Regions from separate parts of the Drosophila melanogaster genome. Here region 1 is linked to region 2. Evidence: chromatin contacts called from public HiChIP or PLAC-seq data. All regions are on one chromosome and are shown on one strand. The core of a region is the stretch at or near the end of the contact, and the rest is flanking DNA. Distances in the headings are between cores, read along the strand shown.

The links. HiChIP or PLAC-seq counts read pairs in DNA pulled down with a chosen protein or histone mark.
Region 1: a contact with region 2 is called in a POLR2A S2P HiChIP or PLAC-seq map of the Kc167 cell line, with 4 times the contacts expected there. The contact joins the promoter of hwt here to the enhancer-like site in region 2. A contact is called at or near these places in 13 of 107 Hi-C or Micro-C datasets (the Kc167 cell line, cellular blastoderm embryo, embryo and 2 more) and 3 of 6 datasets of contacts at active chromatin or transcription factors (the Kc167 cell line and the S2 cell line).

The regions. Positions count from the first base shown.
Region 1 is chrX:12,567,128-12,569,827 of dm6, reverse strand. hwt (heavyweight) reads left to right here and starts at 1,376. Exons shown (of 11, transcript NM_001272555.2): 1 at 1,376-1,539. It overlaps Pits (Protein interacting with Ttk69 and Sin3A), which reads left to right. Exons shown (of 3, transcript NM_001272557.1): 3 at 1-659.
Region 2 is chrX:12,479,078-12,481,777 of dm6, reverse strand. No RefSeq gene overlaps it. Among named protein-coding and RNA genes, the nearest start is that of Cpr11A, 6.5 kb to the left of the region's middle. Within about 2 kb of position 1,332, at least 7 of the 39 cell types and tissues checked have an H3K27ac peak or open chromatin away from gene starts, as enhancers often do. A contact at or near this core is called in the Kc167 cell line and the S2 cell line, where this site is marked.

The sequences.
Region 1 (2,700 bases), core at 127-2,626, 88 kb before region 2:
AAAATGAGATTCCCAATTAAAGAAAAAAAAAAACAAATAAAAGAAAAATGGAAAAAAATGAAAAACAATTTATAAAGAAATCATACAATAGGCCAATACCAACGTTTTAGCAATCTAAGTCTAAGAAGAAAACTAATCGAAATTTTCTTTACAACAAAACTAAACTAAATAATAACTAACGTTTGTAAACCTTGTGCGTGTGTGTGTAAAACAGTAGTGCTATCTAAATATAATACGGATTAGATATCGCATAATGCATCAACCCTATATAAGTACGAGTACATACATATTAAAAAACCTAAAAAAAAAAAATCAAACTAAAAGAAATATAAACTATATTTGTGTGTTTGATGTCAGTCAACTAAATGTTAAAGTCAACTAACGATCACGTAATTGTATTGCATAGCCTATAACATTTTTTGAACGAAGCAAACCAAGTCGATTCGATTTAGCATGAGTATCAACTTTATACTACATATACACTTAACGACTAAAGATAGACACACAAGTGGTACAACTAAGAGGAAACACCGGATGCAGCAGACACGAAAACGAATACCTAATCGATAGCGGATGCTGGCAATGATTAATTGATAATTGATTAATTGATTGGGGACTTTGATGACGGGCAAAACAATTAAAAATACTATACAAAATCGAAAAAGTCGTGAATGTTTTATTTGCTGGGCGGAAGAATCCAACCTACCAAAAAGTATTGCCTACTTATCGGATGATTGTTGCGATCCAAGACATTTTTATAATTTGATATTGAAGGAAAGGTTGGTCGTCCTGAGAAAAATATCGCAAATTCTTGCTTTTAATAGATTATTATTATGTTATAAGCAAAACATGCAACGCATAACAACACGGCGTATGAGTGATATTATTAGTAAATATCGCACATACGACCTGTGTTTCATTTGCAATGTTACTCATACGACACGTGTTTCGGGAATATATGAATGTTAATATAAGTTTCTAAGTGGAAAATACCACAGCGCCCGCTATTGGTGGTGTTCTTTGCGATTTGCCCACAAAGAAAGCTCTTGGCTTATCGTTTTGGTAAATTCATTCTCAATTTTCTATGCATTTACCACCGAAGCGCCCTCCGTTGGTCGTGTTTTTGAGAATTTTATCGTTTTAGTTGCGAAAAAGTCTTGGCAGATGTCGCTTTGCTGCGCAATCGTCCTGCAAGAGTGCTCTCTATCTACGGCTCTACGCTGTCGCTTTCTGGCCCGGCAAGCGATACTCCCAATGTTTACATTTTACCGACCTGATACCAAAGCGGTTGAGCAATCGTTTCGACTTCGGGTGTGAGTCCTCGTGTCCTCGGCTCTCAGCTGCTGAGGCTGCTTTCACAGCCGCTGATTTTGCCACAGTGGCTCCGTTATTTGTGCGTGCGCGTTGCCAATAAACGGGCAGCGGCTTCTGCTCAGCTCTCGTGTGATACAAAAATGTGGATTCCTGTGGATTCCGATTGATTGTTTATCGTTAACCGTTGGCCGATTCGGCAGTGTGTCTTTTCCCAAATTTTAACCGGTATTCAAAATTCCTGTGTGGGAGTATGTGTGTGTGTGCTGGCCCCAAAATATAGGCAACAAAAGGTGTCAAAACGGTTAAGCAGGCAGCTTCCTCTCGCTCTCACTCGCAGTCTCTCTCTATCTGTACGAGCATATTCCTCTGCAGCGCAATGTGTTTGTGTTATACACAGGACACAACTTTGAATACAGCCATAAAAAAAAAAAACCAACTCACACGTATACGGAAACGGGATTGGATACCGTAACATGGCTTGCGCCCACGCACGACCATATGCACATCCTAAGCGGCAAGAGCGCACTCTCTAGCTCTCTCTCTTGAACCTTTCTCTCTGACTTGCACAGTGGGTGTTATTTTTGTTTCACATCTCCAACAATTTGAGAAAATTTTATTATAGTGTTACATTTTTTTAAAAAATTAATATATTTTAGGTAATATAAATACAATCTATTTTATGTTTTTTACAAATTTTGTTTGTTTTGGAATAAACTTGACAAGCCAAAGTAACCCACTGTGCAGAGAGACAGTGTCCCTGTTTTTTTTGTCTTTTTTGGGTGAACTGAAATGATGTTGACTCAACGTGCCAGCAGCCAGCCAGGCGCTAACGGCAACAGCAACAACAACAACTACAGCAACAACCTGACAACGAGACAACAACTGCGTTGTAGTTGTGGAATGCGCAGCGTTTAATAAGTGTATTTTCCACGCAAAATTACACAAATTGTGTGCAAAAATTAGATGGTGAAAATGAAAGAAGCAGAATTGCTATTAAAAGAAGTGCAAAAAGTGTGCTGATAACGAGATAAAAGAAAAACCGTAACCGTAACTCTTCGGAGCAAGCAAGAGACAGAAGAGAGCGAGAGCGCTGTGGAGAGTGAGTGGAGAGGCAGTGGCAAAAAAATTCGTCATTCATTCACAAGTGCAATGTAGAAAGCAACAACAGCAACAAATAGGGGCAAAAATAGAGCGGCTTAGGCAGCAAATAAAACAAATAACAAACACAACAAAACAAAAAAAAAAAAGGAAAAATGAGTGAAGCGCGTGCTTAACCTAAAAGTGCAGGCCACTCACCCACACAATTACACACAATCAGGAACTCAAGCACGCTAAGCATACACATACAAACGTACCTATATGTACCCTGTATTTTCATTCATTACG
Region 2 (2,700 bases), core at 83-2,582:
ATAAATCTTCAGACAGATATATCAAACTCGTATTGAAAACGGGCGAAGCCAAAAGGAGCATTGATGATCCATCTAATTAATAGTTGGTAGGAGAAGTTCGAGTTTACGACTTGTTTATTTAATAATTTATCAGAGTTTTCCGTAAAAACTGAGATCCGGTCAACTACCCACCATCACATAAAAATCTGGTTTTCAAGATAATTTTTTAGCTTTAGCTTGGCTTGTTAGCGTTTTGTGCGCACAAAGTCTAAAAATAGCACAGAAAATAAAAAAAAAATATTTTTTGGAAAACACTTTTGGGCGCCCTTGTCAACGCTAATGCGGCGCCAAGGGCAACAATTGATTGGGAACTGTGTCAATCATGATTGTTGGACGGTTTTTAAGGAATAATTTGATTGAATTTATGTTGAATATATTCTAAATTTCTTGTAGTTGGGGACTCACGTTTTATGGCTTTTTTTATTCTATGGCTGGGTTGCTTGCATGGATCTTTAAGTTAATTACTTAGATGTCCAGTAAAGTCCCCAAATAAGCCTGATTAATAATATTCAATTTCCTCAACAGAATCCTTCGGAATATATTTTTTCTAGTATTAAGGAAGTTTACCTTAATAAACTAACATCAGTTTATCAGAGTTATGTAATTTAACAAAAGCCTTCCATCCGGATATTATAGTTAAATTTTTCTTCATCCTGGTTCCCATTTTTATTTATTTTTCCAATCAATCATTTATTGCCTCAATCTCTACATCAACAAGTTCTTAAATTTCTTAATGATCAGCCAACTTGCTCAAGCTTTCAATTAAGTTGAAAGACGAATCAATCATTCAGCACCAGTTGTGCATTAATCAAGAAATCCCGGCCAAAAAAATAAAGGGGGGGGGGGGTATATGAGATTATATGGCTCTGTTAGATTTGGATCTATACGTCTGTATAATGCCGCACATGGAGTTACTCAGACGATTTATTAAAACTCAACGGAAAATCGAGACGCGGCGGCGAAGACACTTGCTCCACTTCCAAAAGCTTACAGCGCAGACAGCGCGACTCCACCGCATAAACAAACAATCACAGCATCCCCAACGAACGACCACAGTGATGGCACAAAGAAATAAATGAGAATCAGAAATGATAAAATATCAGATCAGAATAAATATAAGCCTTTAAAAAGGAAAAGTAAAATTAGACAATCTTTGTTAAATTTTTAAGTTAACTTAATAATAAGTAAATATTCTTAAGCTGAAACTAAAAACTAAATAAGGAACTAGGAACTAGCTATGAGCTACTTAATCTAGCTAAGAACTAGCTAAATTATGTTCAGCTCTGCGCAGTGGGAGCAAGCGAGATAGCGCGACAACGGCAGCGCGTGCGCGTTTGTACAGTTAGACACACATGCGCCAATATTACGTATACGTATACATCGTCAAATATTACGTATACGTACAGGCGCAACTGTTTGTATTTGTGTGGCGACGCGTGCGGCGCATGCGCAGCTTTTATTTGATTGTTGTTTTTTCGGTTCTTTTTTTTTGTATTAATTTTTGTTGACCGATGTGTCCTAACTAACCGATCTTTATCTTTATCTCCAAGCGTGGCTACCTTTTGCCCCTCTGCCGTTTACACATGTCGCTTTTTTATGGCCCCCTCCTTCCCACGGTAACAGAGCTTCTTCGTTATTCTTCCTGAGATCTTTCAGCTTACTCTCCGCCTTTTTTTTGCCATAAATTATTGTGGCTTTTGTTGCTTTTATTCGTTGTTTTGGCTACCATCATAATTTGCACCTGCACGAGAATCGCACTCGCAAATTAGGTGCGCTTTATTGGTTGGCAAAAAGAGAGATATGAAGGGGGTTTTTGGGAACAAGATTTAGAAATACAGTATCCGCAAACTGTTTGTGTCTCTGCCTATGTTATGTGTTTCATATCAAAATTCTTAAATATTTTATTAGTTAATGCCTATTGAAACGATGTGTTACAGAACAAAGAAAGTTTATACCAGGCTTTCTGGAATCGTTGCAAATAAAACTGACTAAAAACGGTATGTGTAGTAGTATAAGATGGTAATCAGACTTTTCAGTGGTACTGTCGGTGTCAGGCCATATGCCCATAGGAAAGAAAACACGTTTGACCATTAACGATGACTGACTTTCATTAGATAGATGGCCAAAATCCAGTTTCCCTTCTCCATTTCTGAGTGGGTGCCTTGGGTAACATCACCGATCGCCAACAACTAAGTCGCATCATCGATACCCAAATCAAATACAGTTCAATTCCATTCAAATCGAAACGCGGGCTTGATCGTGATCGTGTTCGAGAGGCAAAGACATTTCCGCTTACTTAGGCGCAACAATTTCAAAATTGACAGCTCCCCGGTTGCCAATTAATCTTTTATTGGAATCCGTATGCGAGTGTGAATCGGAATGGCCCAAAGCCATAAACCAAATCCAGATAAATTGCTATAAATGTCTTTCCGAGTAGAGTTCATAAATTAAATCAACTCCAAATTAATAACACAAAAATAAAAAAAAGAACCAAATTCGCATTCTGGTTTTTCATCTTTAAAAGCTGCTTGACGTGGGTGAATTTAGAACTTGATAGTTCACTAGGGGAAACCATTGACCCTAGGCGGAATATTTGAAATATATTTTAAGATCGATAAAAAATCAGTGATATTTCCTACTTGCTTTACAGTTGTTCATAAT